2 separate regions of the Mus musculus genome follow, and region 2 is linked to region 1. The links are chromatin contacts, called in public Hi-C maps. All regions are on one chromosome and are shown on one strand. Each heading gives the region's core, a stretch centred on a gene start, on an enhancer-like site or on the middle of the called end of the contact. The rest is flanking DNA. Distances are from core to core; before and after follow the strand shown. Region 1 has its middle 62 kb from the start of 4930555M17Rik. Region 2 holds the start of Pex2 (peroxisomal biogenesis factor 2).

Region 1 (6,381 bases), core at 2,211-4,710:
AACACTATACTTGGACTTTGTCAGGGCACAGCAAACTAAAAAGAAATGATACCCTATTAAATGCAAGTATATTGATAACTTTTATGGAACAGTTGATAGAAACAAGAAGTTTTTCCGAGTGCAATTGAATAAATGTGTTAGCACCAAACCGCAACATAATTTTGTCATATGTTCTTTCTACTAGCTATGTGCAGATTTGAGAAGTTAACAAAGTAAAACACAAATTCATGAAGCCTCTTTATGGCCAAAGACTTCCTCAAAGTATTTGATATTTAATAAAAGAAAAAGCTCAATCTCCCAGCATGATCCAGTCACATAGAAAAGCAGCATGTTTCTAGATGGATGGGGAGTAGACAGAGATAACGCTGGCCACGAATGCCAACACCAGATAAAGAAAGGCTTCATGCTAAAGAGTCTGGACTTTATCCTGTGGGTTAGCAGAGAGCTATTAAAGACTTTTAAGTAAGGGATTATCATGATCAGATTTCTATTTTCTGGCAGCTTGAGTGCAGAGGAGAAATGAAGGAGAACAAAGACTGGAGTCAGAGAGACTGGTCAGTAAGCTCCACTTAGCTCCCCTTTTCCCTCTGCTTCAAGATTCCCAGCCACTAGAGGTCCAGACCCATTCTTGGTATGACCTTTCTTTCCTGAACCCTTTCACTGATCTGGTATTTTCATTCTCCAAAACACTGCCATTTGCATTTCACAACCTTATGCACCCACGCATACATGCAGGCACACAAATGCATACAGGTACACATATATCCAGAGTATCATATCTGATTCTTTAAGGCAGGATAAAGTGTTGCTGTTTTAGCCAGATCATTGAGAGGTCATGGCTTAAGTATATTGTAAAGTCCTCTTAAGCCCCTATGATACAGAGCATATGTAGGGTTTGGTCCAGACCAAATGTAGCACAATTTATATGTATGTATAAACTCAATGTAAAATGTTTTTTATTCCTTTATTGTGTATTATACATAGAGATGTATGGAAATGTAAGTGTAATTCTAAAAGAAAGAGAAAGAAATTGGAAAAGAAGTAGTTTTGATGTGTTTTTCAGACATTTATAAACAGAGTTGAGTGATGAAACTTGTACATTGAGTACTTCAAGATAGTCACAAAAGAGATGTCTAAAGAAAGTAAAAAGATCTCTCTCCTAGAAAAAAGAGGAAACTGGGTATCTAATGTAAGAAAAACAAATATGCCAAGGATGATTCTAGATATCAAGTTTAAGAGGACACATGGATTAGGTTTCTGTCAACTTGATATAAACTATAGTGATCTGTGATGAGGGAGCCTCAACTTAGAATGTTATTCCATCAAACTGTTCTGAAGGCAAGTCTGTCACTCATTTAATTTATGATTGATATGGCAGGAACAAAACCATGGTGGGTGGTACCAGCCACTCCTTTGTAGGATGTTCTGTACAGAATAAGACAGCAAGTTGAACAGCCTTTCTAAAGAGGCTCTGCTTCAGTTGCTGCATCCATATTCCTATCTTGAGTTTTTGGTCCAACTTTACTTCTTGATGTAAAATGTAGGCTGAAATGAACTCTTTTCTGCCTATGTTGGTTTTCGTAAGCATTTTATCAAGGCAGTAGAAAGTAAACAAAAACACAGAATGACAGACATTATCTAAATATGTGATTCTAATGGCCCATGTGTTTCTCAGTTAACATCTGCAGACATTAGAATGATAGAGGGTCATTTTCCCTGCCTCCGGGTCTTGGGAGTAAGAAATACTGTAGCCCCAGTAGATTGTTCAACAAGATTATACTCAAAGAAACATCTAATACCTGTTATCATTATTGTTAGAAATATCCTTGATGGAACATTCTTTTCTAATTTCTTAGGAGGGAAGCAGCTTTAGCTTTTCTTATATATCATGGCAATGTACAGAAGACAGTGGTGGTAATGTGATGTAAGCAGAGAAGTGGAAAGTGGCAATCTTCATTTGCTGTTAATGTTAATTAAGTTATATACCTGAACACATTCTTTTCTGAGTTGTCTTTTCTCCTTACCTTTCTTTACTATTTGTTTGTTTGTTTGTTTGTTTTCATTGAGGGTCTCCTTCTGTAGTGCCGATTGGGATAGAATTCATACCATTATGCCTGCCTCAGTCTCATGAGTGCTGGGATTGTACAACGTTTTCTTCCTTTTTATTTCTTTGATACTGGGCACAGATCAAGTTTAGGGGCTCCTGCATGCCAAGTTCATATTCTACCACTATGCTACAACCCCCCAAACCCTAAAAAAATACTTTTATAATGTTGCAAATCTTTAATATGACTTTTAGTCATAATGATTGGGTGTAATGATTTAGATTAATGATAATTGAAAAATATTGCATCTATTAAGTTTACAGGAGTGGAACACATATTCAACCAGTAGAAGTCAAAAGACAACTCACAGGATTCAGTGACTGCTCTCTGTGATGAGGGACCCAGGAATTAAATTCAGGCCTTCAGGTTTGGCTCAAGCACATTTTCCCTCTGACCTCCCTTTGTAGGCTTTATTTTGAAGAGAGACGTTTGTCTATGCCTCTACCAGTTTGACAGTATGTGAGAGTTATGGGGCTACCCGAAGGGAAATTAGCATGGACAGAATTCTTTGTGACTTCTTCAAAACCCCCACAGGGTTTATTTCTTACCATAGCGATACCTGTGAGGTAGTGAATAGGGAGAGCATGAAATCACAGGAGAGGAAACACACACTGAAGCTACTGGCAAGCATTGAGGTCAGCCATCTGATGGAGACCAGATAGCAAGTGTACACCAGAGTACAAGGGGTGCTGGGGTTTAAAGGTTCCTAGTTCACTGCACAAACCTTGAAAGCTGGATCAGCTTCAGGACATGGTGTCAGAATGTGATAACTCCTGTTCACATGAGGTAGAGTACTAATCCTAATCGGAGTTGCTTCCAAATACTTTATAAACGTAGGATTGCTTCCATATCCAGCCTCAATAACTGGGAGATGATGTAGCTAAGCTGCTGCACTTTGGAGTGTCAGATCTTTAGGTTTGAAACATTTCTTCCTTCCTTCTTCTCCTTGTCAGGCCAAGTGACTTAGTTTTCCAAGTGTCTGTGCTAATTAAATACAGATCTACTACACCAAAATGTTTTGAATGTAAAAGATTAAGGAGACTGAAAACTTGTGTAAAACGTGGGAACGAGACAAAAGAGGATCCTTCCTAGCTTGCACGGCTTTCAGTCGGAGGGAATCCTGAGGTCTTATTAACATGAGGGCTGCAATATTTTTTGGTTTTAGGGTTTTTTTTTTTTTTTCTAAGGAGACAGTTGGTTCTACTGGAGAAAAAAAATGAGCAAAACATTTCAGGGGCTAAGCAGCAGCCACCCAGGAAGGCAGTCAGTAATCCTGGGTGACAGCTGAGCTGTAAGAGGGCTGTCTGGGTAAAGGAGGGCAAGATTAGAGTCACCCCATCCGCCAGTGTCTCCTCTAGCCAAGCTTCTCTTGTTTTGTTTGAAGCTTACCATAAGGGAAACCCACTGACCTTTGTGACCTTGCCTTCCAGGTTTGGCATTTGGAGGAATAAATCAGGATTAGCACCACCATTACAGTTCAGACATGTGTTTTTAAGACAAAAGTATGACCATTACTGGCACTTTTAGCACTTGAGACAAGTTCTGCATAGCTAATTTGTAACAGTAAGGATTCATCAGTAGGCAAAACTGGATGTTCCTGCCTGCAACAAGAGGCTCCCAAAATATTTTGAATACGACTTATTCCATCATCTGGGTGTGGGAGGCAGTAGAGGAGATGAAGAGTTGTGCTTTGGCAACTTGCCAGTCCTCTGATGTCAGCTGACCATCTGAAAACTGGAAAGATTTTCTTTGTTCCTTTGATTCTTCTTCCTCTTCCTCTTCCTCCTCCTCTTCCTCCTCCTCTTCCTCCTCCTCCCGCTAATAAAACTATTTAGTTATGCTCAGACTGATGAGCATATTTCAAGCTATGGAAATGAGGCAATAATGACAACAATGTTATTTTATGACATGGGAAGAAAGTAGGAGGAACACTCCAGCTGCCAATTCCATTGGTCACATTCATCCCTAATAAATCCTGGGTAAGTCTGCCCAATATTAGTCCTATAACTTAATCCCATGAATCTATTTAGGATTTAAGATACATTTAGTAGGGAGGGAAAGAGAAAATCTTCTGGCATGTTGTAAAGGAAAGGGTAATTAATAAACTTTCTTAATGCTTTGTAAATCTGAGTGAAACACTTAAAAAATGAATAGCTTGTATTCCAGAAAGATAAAGGCAAATGCCTACAAGTGTACCGTAATGAAAGTAGAGATTTTGTGATGTCTTTCCCAGTTTTCTAGAAAATGTAATACTCAAATCCTATGTTCCAACTTCCACATACACTGAATTCATATTAAATGAAAGCTAACTAAGCCAATATACTTCCAAAAGTTCACCTGTAGATGTCTGATACATGTAAAGCAATTTCTACTCACAACTCTAGTAACAATCTATATTATTAATATTTCTATTTCTGTCAATGTATTACTGGCATTACTATATACTGGCTATTTAATATGATTGACACTTCCATGGCTGAAACTGGAATTCCCTATCAGACCATGTACCCAGAGGTCAGTAAATAAATAGATAAATAAATACATATTAGTTAATTAATTACTTAATTAAAAAATAATAAAGTAAAATTTAAGCACACCCTCACTGTGATACTGAATGAGGGAGACTTTGCACGTCTTTGGAAATCATAGGTTTGGAATCAGGAGCCTGTTCTTCCTCTTGTCAGCCATATCAACTGAGTAGCCCACAAGACTCATATATGAAATTCAGATAACCAATATATCACAGATTCATGAACAGTAAATTACATGTATGTCATCTAATATAGAGAAACATTGATTTTATTGAAAAATATCCATTTGAAGAAGCTTATTTTACAATATATACATATAACCTCGACAAGAAATTTCTTAATACTCATTCCTTTCTCCAGATCACTAAGTTATCATTTCTTGGAACTGACCTTCATTGTAAACTGTTGCCTCAGAGGCCTTGAACTTCTTAGGACTAGTTGGGGACATATGCCTTTGGGTTTTAGGTTTCTGAGTCCTATTTCACAGTAACCAATCCAATCAGTTATTTCTTAAAAGCCACCACTGTTACTGTGTTGGAGATGAAGAGATACTTGAGGGTGTGACATCCAGTGTGAGTCTGCCTTGATGACATGAGCATAACTATATCAAGGGCCCTAGTCTCAGACCCAAAGCAAAAAGGCAGTGTGTGCCTACTGTGTGTGCAAAAATTCACAATAGGTTTCTTCCCACATGGATGATTATAGTCTGAAGACTGACACCCTGTGCTTCTACTAAGAGTTGCTAAGCCTGTCTCCTTGATCCATCTGTATGCCATAAACTCTGAGTCATTGTTTATCTGTAATAACCAGCCTTCTCCAATAACCTCATTTCTCTACTCAACTGTATGTAACAAATAGGTTGAGCTTCTGAGGTACAATGGTTTCTCCAGCAGAAAGCCTAATGCATTCTACCTCATTTCTCTGTGTATTCATCTGTCTGTCTGTCTGTCTGTCTGTCTGTCTGTCTGTCTGTCATTTCTCCATTTCTTTGACGTTCCTGCTTAGCTTCCTCCCTGGAACAATACAAACAGTTGGTACTAATGTCTTCTGTATTAGACTTGAAAGTCACCAGTTTTGATTTCCTCCCAATCTCCAACTATTAGTGATGCTATTGTACCACTAGGCTGGTTCTTTTTGAAGATAAATTAAAACTGGTTCAAAGCCCATATCTACAGAAAAAAATTGCCCTAGGTTTTATATTTTCTCTTTGCATTGAAATTGCTTTTCTCAAAAAAAAAAAAAAATCATACTGGGACCCAGCAAGTGAAGCTGTTACAAAACCACTTACCCCTAAGCATTTGTCAGTCTTTCAAAGGTCAATTTAGAATTTACCTCCGTCAGACATTTTTTCCTGACTAATCTCACTGGATTTTGTCGTCTTGTGAGGTTGGTCTCCAAATCACAGCTCTGAAGACATATATTGCTCTTGATTATATGACTAAGGTTCTTCCTACTGGCAGTTGTCATTTCTTTACAGCTAGACTATATTATCATAGAAGGCAGAGGCTGTGTCTGCCAAGTATGAAACATGGATAAAGGTACAAAAGATACAGAAGTTATGATGCTTGCTTTTGAGAATCACAAAATCCACCTGAAGAGAAATGCTGCCTGATTGCTGATCTCTAACTTTACAATTTTAAAAATGGAACTGAATGCAGAGGTACCTCAGGTGCCTCTGAGGCAAGGACTGTGCTATCTAGTAGTGAGCCTATTTCTCCTATTCATTTTCGCGTTTTATGTTGAAA
Region 2 (7,036 bases), core at 2,810-5,309, 120 kb after region 1:
TTTGGATACATACAAGACACATAAAACTTTCAAACTGTGGACATTAGGTCTTCAAATTTGTTTTTAATTGAATTCGGTCTTTTCTAAAATGTATGAAAAATAGAGTTCTCACAAAAGAGAGTAGCGATAAGCTCCTTACTGGAAGGGATATGGATACACAAACACACATATGTATATATTTCCCCCTCTTTGAAAAGACCAAAGAAACCAAACCAAACCCAAAAGGTATAACTTTCAAGACTAAATTCATATTACACACAACATGTCCCACCAAAGTCCTTGCTTATTTTAGCTACTGTGCACTTGTTTCAGTAAGTAAGGTTAACTAAAACACTATCTTAAAACCTTAAAACAGAATTTCTAACACCTTTACTTAACCTCACCTTTTTTTTTTTTTTTTTTTTTTTTTTTTTAAGAAAGCAGCGGTTGTTCACATATTCTTTTCTTTCAGAAAGTTGCTATTTTTACATCATACAGAGGGTTAGGGTTAGGTTAGGGGCATACTGCAACACTAAAGACATGCTTGACTGCACACAGGAAATGGCATGCCAAAGAGACTCTGCACAAGTCATTTTACTACAACACATTCCTCATTACCTGGGGGTGGGGGTGGGGGGGGTGGGGTGAAAAAAAATGTAAACAAAAAAAATTGTAATTTACAAGAAGTGTTTTCTCAAAGTTTGAAAAGAGCAGATAGAAAACAAGAACCCCTTTCCAATCAGAGACATGGTTATATAAAACTGACTTTAAAAAGCTGTAAAGAAAATATAGCAGGATATATGATAAGGGGACAGTTATAGGAAAATTAAAACAAAAATTAGAACTTAAAAGATTAATAACTACTATAAAGTCACCATGCTAGAAGTGGCAGAGTATGCTCTGTCCTGTGCCCTATACCAACAAGATGATGATGGCCCAGCAGTATAACTACTTGAAAGTGGCACTAGAGCACACACTGCAGGAATTATTTTCAAAGGCTATGTACGCCTAAAGTGCAGAGACACCAACTACAGCAAACGTCGATTCTAAGCATTCGCACAGACAGGTGAAATACCTGAAGAAAGCACATCTTCAAAGTATTCTAGAAATTCTGGGAGTTTTTGGATCAACTTGCTTAAGAGAAGAATTTCAAATGACTTCAAAATTATTAGAACATAGATTTAACTGCAATTTTTATGGTAAAAGAGAATGGGAAAATATCCCCAAATGAACAAAAAGGTATCAAGTATGGACAAGAAATTACCAAGTAAAACCTAATTGTACCAGACACTACATATTTCCTTTATTTTGTGTCCTGGAATCTGTCTAAAACAGTAGCTGTTATTATGTTACTTTTAAAACAAATATAATTTAAGGTCAAGTAACAATTAATAAATTGCTGGTAATCAATCCAAAATTTGTAGACAATAAACTTAGCTTTTTTGCTGTTGTTGTTGTTGTTCCTCAGGATCATTCAAAAGACAGATTTCATAACTAAGCTCTCCAAACTACAGATGAAGAAAGTAATTAAAGGAATGTGGTAAATCACCCAAGCTCCCATCCACATTCCCTCCCCTATACATTCCGTCAGGGACTCAATCAAAGGGCCTGAATGTCAAATCTAAAAAGAGTCTTCTCTGGGTAAAAAATGTGGTTTGATCATTTATTATGAATACAGAATTGTATGTAAGGTAGATATTATGCCAACACATCTCCAAACACAAGGGTTAGACAAGATAGAGACAGAATTACTTTGGAGTTCCTGGTTGATACATTTTAATAAGGACGGAAAGACAATTGGGTGGTATTTTATCTTTACTCACTCAGGAAAGAAATCTGAGCTCTGATAAAAATACATAATAAATACAGGAAAAAAAAAAGCTACAAAAAAAAAAAAAAAACCACCAAGAAACAAAAAACCCATTATAGAAAGGGACTTTTGACTGTCTTGAAGGAAATGGGCTGGAAAGGCACACAGTCCACAATGGGAAGGCCAGGAGATGACTACTCCTCTCCCCTTCTCCACTACCATGTATAAAACTCAGTTGAAATCGCTGCCAGGCTCACAGTCAAGGAGAGATGGAGCAGCTGAGGCTTTCCCCAAGGCTTCTCTCACATTCTCACGGCACGCAGGAGGGCCACAGAATACTTAGAAGTTACCTTTACTTCACAGGAAGAAGACAGGGACTACGTAGCCTACATTCCTGTTGTCCAACCAGGTTCACCAAGAATGGGGGAAAGGTGCAAGCAATCTCAAATGAACGTTGGTTCTGACATAAAAACTGATACAGCTCAGACTTTCTTTGTACTATAGGAACCTGAAAATTACTTAATGCCCTGCAGATCATATAGTGCTAGATCCCTAATTTTCCTAGACAAGGCATGACCAGCAAGTCTTCACATACCTTCAAGGCTCAGATATTGAATGGATCAAACAGAAAATTAATGCAAAGGCTTTGAAGACCTTCAATTTAAACAAAACAAGGATATTCAGTAGGAAGGGAAATGGGAATTATGAGTGATCAAAAAGACAGAATTAAACTTTTCTTATTTTTAAAAAATAAGATAGCATTGCCATGTTTGTCCCTTTTAAAAATAAGGAATACATAACTTTAGGATGCCAGAATAACCGGATGAATGCATACTGAAAACAATGAACAATTGTGCTAAGAAGAATTTTCATGCTGAGGAGCAAGTCAGATCATCGGGTCCAAGATGTGAACTAGATCCTTACAGGAACACTGTTGTAAAAGAACATATAAATAGCTGTGCTTGTTAAACGACAGTTGACAGCCGGCTTGCTTTGTCTCTCCTCTGCATGGCTTCAGGAAATTTCTACAAAAGTTCTTTTATGGAACAATTTTAAAGCCACAGATTGAGTGCTACCTCTAATTACTAAAGAAGAGAATTAGTCCAAAAGGTAGAGCTGGGCAGAAGCAAACTATAATCAAGACTAGAACTTAATTCTTTTCATGTTAGTGGCCTAGTATGCTCAGTTTCTTTACTTTTTAAAGAAAAAAAAGGGGGAGGGTCTTTTTTCCTACTAATTCTGACTCATTTTTCAATTCTCCTCATTCTGGATACAAGTAATTGATAGTACAAAAAGGATCAAGACAGTAACAGAAAGAAGCTACTCCAAATCCATTCTGTTCAGGTTTAACTAAAGGCCACACATTCCTGGAGGGTGTTTTGACTACAAACTGGTAAGGGTCGGGATGGGGGTCCTTAGTCATACACCAATTATCTAAAATAATCAAGATGAAAAATGTGGCAAAGGGTCCCACAGAATATTTGAAACCGATAGTCTGGGAAAGTTTCAATCCGTGAAAAGTTCTTTTGCTAAGTGTTGCTGTGTGAAAAATGGCACGTGAATAAACTACTGAACCAACAAAGACTTTTAAGGACTCCCCACAAAGAAGAGAAATGATTATAACATTCCTTATAGCAAACCAATGGATTGCAATGTAAGTCAGAAACTAACTTGTAAGAAAACCTTCCATAACTCTTGCCACGAAGACCAAGAATGGGCTGTTGGAAACGTTGAAAGTCCAAAACACTGAAAAACTCATAAACTACAAGAGATTCTTATTTAAGAGTTAAAGCACTCAATCTAGTACTGTTCTAAAGGCGAGGAGGCGCTTTCCGGGCTGTCTGCAGCGTCGCCGCGGGGCGTGCAGAGGCAGAAGCGTTGTCTGCGTGACAGCGTTAAACTAGAGGAAAACTAGGCGTCTGGCTTGCTTTACCGCCTTTGCGGAACCGAGACAGACTGAGCCACCGCGGCCTGCAGCCAAGGCAAGCTTCGCGACGCCGTCCTCGCAGAGCGTGCGGCCCGCGCGCCCTACGGCGGGGCGGCTGCGAGCGGACACTGACCTGCGGGGTCTGCGGGACGCCCGGGCGCCGCACGGCCGTTTCTCAAACAATCTCCGGAAAGCTGGGCATTCCGTGGCCGCATCTGGGTCGCCCTCACTTCCGGAATCTGCGGGCTTCCGGAGCGACGGAAGACCCGGAAGTGGCTGAAGAGAGAGCGGGGAATTACACCCAGAAGCAACACCGGGTCTGAGGAAAGCCGGATAAGGCCTGGCCACGGAAAATGCCGAGGAGCCGAAGGGACGAAGAGACGAAGGGACGAAGGGACGAAGGGAAGAGACGCCCAAGAGGACACTCCACGCACTGGGATTGGTCCGCAAAGCTGCCTCTGATTGGCAGAAGCGTCACCGAGCGGTCAGCGCGGGGTCAGGGCCGGGCGTGAAGAGGCTTTGCTGTCCCGGCCCAGAGGGAGGTCTGGGCTCTGCGGGCAGGCTCTGGGCCCAAGGACGCCGCTGACGGCCGCTGGACAAGTGCCGCCGGCTGGCGACCCGGCGCCTGCGCACCTGAGGGCCGGGGACTGACCTTGGGTCCTCCCGGTTGTCGGTCTGACCTTGTCCCCAGATGTGTGGCAGCACACTAGGTCCCCATCGGGCAGCCACTGGGGCAGAGGCTGCAGGCCACCCGATGGGAGGCAGGCCAGTGACAAGGAGCTAGAATGGCCTTGGCTGGGTGGGTTGGTCGGGAGGTACTTAGGAAATCAGGTAGAGCCTACCGAAGTTGTAAAGTCTTTTTAATGCTACCAACCCCGCCTGCATCCCCAGGCTCGTGGAGGTAGTGATACAAAAATACAATTGTCTCCAATGCCCCAAAACTTTTCATTGTATTTTGTTTCAGAAATTACCCAGAGCATCAGAGTTCTGTGCATGACACATGGACAGCATAAAGGAGGCGGTAATAAGAACCTCAGAATCATGCACTCAGTACAATTCTGATTCTTTGTTTTTTGTTTTTTAAATAATGTGTGTTTTTAAAAAAACAAAACAAACAAAAAAACCTTAGTATCTGGAGTATATTAAAGGAGAACTTGGGAGCAAAATTGGGTGGAAGACAAAGAAAGCAAACAAATCCCTTTTTAACAAGTAACCTGACAGTGTAGAAAACACTGTAGGAGGAGCTCCAGTTTGCTACAGTAGGTATGGAATACAGATAGGGACTGCAGGGATGTGTCTAGAGATGCACCAGTATACCCACCCCATGGTGACCACTATCTTCTTGTGATTGGTTTGAAATACAGCCTACTCTAACTGTAAGGTATGGACACGATTCTAAGACAGCTTAAAGGGATACAAAATACTCATCAATTTGATGCATTGGCCATTATATTGAAAGTGTTCCAAAAAATTTAAAGTAATGGGGTTCCTATTATTATGTAGGGAGCTGTTGTTCAAAATAGTGAATTCTCTTTGAAGAGCAAGGCTTTGACTTAGTTGTGTAGGAAGGTAGCCCAAGGTAGGCTGTGATAGACTGTTTAGGTTTTGGTGTTTTTTGCTTTTGATACGGGCTTTTGCAATGTAGCTCTATGGTTGGCCTCAAAGCACTTCTGTCTCAGCTGCTATGTGCTGGGAAGACAACTGCATATTTTCTTGCCTAGTTCACTTGATTTTTATGAGGACAAAGGTGAAATTAAAAAAAAATAAAATAAAAATGGGACCAGGGAGAAGGCTCAGGAATGAAGGTACTTTCTGCCAAGCAGAAGGGACAAATTTCATCCTAGATACTCAAATGGAAAGATCACCTGCTCTTGAATCCTTCACTATGTCTCCCCCATATAAGCACATGCACACACACAATAGCAATTACATATAAACAAACACATCACACACATGTGCACACACAATAATGGCTAGAGAAGACATTTTCAGAAAGCATCTCTAGTTCAAAGAGTTTTAGTAGGTCTCATGAACACACATCACAGTATCTCCATAACAAAGATCCCAGCTGCACGAGAAATTTGAATTATATTAGATGATTCTTAAGAATGCCAGGAAGCATAGCATTTAAAATTACTGCTGAAAATATTTAAAATCAGGATATATTTATATAGTGTACTTCATTAATCTTTGTAGTGAGCTAGTAGTTTCAGAAAACTTGTTTTTATTATTTTAAAACTTGCCTTAAAAACATATCCACTCATTTATTGAACAAAAACCTGAGCTGGGCTTTATTCCTGGGCCAGGAATATTGCTAGACAGTGTTAATGAGAAAAAAAGCCAAAGAGAAGACAGAGATGGCCTATTTCTAGGAGCTAATAAGGACCTGTTTGGTCACTATGAAGATAATAAGCAAGGCATATCATATTTTGCATTTGTAAATTCAACACATTAATATTTTAACCAAGAATTATTCTTACAGATGTACAAAGGATCTTATGAAGACTTGACTGTGGTCTTTTAAGAAGTACTGAAAAAATTAATATATTTCATTTACTATGAGAATTTAAAGAAGAAAAAATTGATTAATCTTTTACCTTTAAAGTACAAAGAAAATAATGGCATCCTATATCCTCCTTTTGCCTTTTAGTGGTTTTTAGGCTCTAAAGAATTTACCAATAAAAATGTTAAGAACACATTGATTTATGCCTCTAACATATTTTTAAATTGCTGACTTTAAGAAGGTAAATTTATATTAGCATATTACATTATTCTTAAATCAATATAATTGGGTCTTTTAAGAAAAAGTTGATTGTACAATCTTTTAATGTTAGTGTTGCTGCTGTAAAGAATTTCTGTGAAGTTAACACCTCAAACCAACACTTATTTTTATATCTTAAGATGGGCCTCAGTGCACTAAAATCAAGGTGTCTGCAGGCCCTGGTTTTTCTCTGAAGCTCAGCGGAGGAGTGTGGGCCCTTTGCTCACTGGTTGTTTAGTAGTTTGCTATTTGCTGATGTCAGGTTGATGTTTCTCTCTCTCTCTCTCTCTCTCTCTCTCTCTCTCTCTCCTTCTCCTTTCTTCCTTTCCTTTTCCTTCCTTTACTCTCCTCCCCTCCTCTTCCTTCTGTTCCATTTTTTTCCCTAACTTTTGTTAGCAGAGGACTTATACAATGCCTAGATACCACCCACAGTCTGTATTTGGAGGCTATCTTCCTCTATCTTAGAAGCAGGGGGTGAGGCCCTCAGCTATTCTTTCCCCATTCCAGGCTTACATCTCCCTAGTCACTGGTTTTACAAAAACACATTTGATTGTTGTCT

What was found. Hi-C and Micro-C count contacts between places; a contact is called where the count stands out from the background.
Region 2: a contact with region 1 is called in a Hi-C map of rod photoreceptor, with 4 times the contacts expected there. The contact joins the promoter of Pex2 here to the enhancer-like site in region 1. A contact is called at or near these places in 2 of 484 Hi-C or Micro-C datasets (the HPC-5 cell line and rod photoreceptor) and 2 of 9 other capture datasets (adipose tissue and liver).

What each region holds. Positions count from the first base shown.
Region 1 is chr3:5,450,216-5,456,596 of GRCm38.p6, forward strand. No RefSeq gene overlaps it. Among named protein-coding and RNA genes, the nearest start is that of 4930555M17Rik, 62 kb to the right of the region's middle. Within about 2 kb of position 3,461, at least 9 of the 459 cell types and tissues checked have an H3K27ac peak or open chromatin away from gene starts, as enhancers often do. A contact at or near this core is called in rod photoreceptor, where this site is marked.
Region 2 is chr3:5,572,189-5,579,224 of GRCm38.p6, forward strand. Pex2 (peroxisomal biogenesis factor 2) reads right to left here and starts at 4,060. Exons shown (of 4, transcript NM_001267715.1): 1 at 3,850-4,060.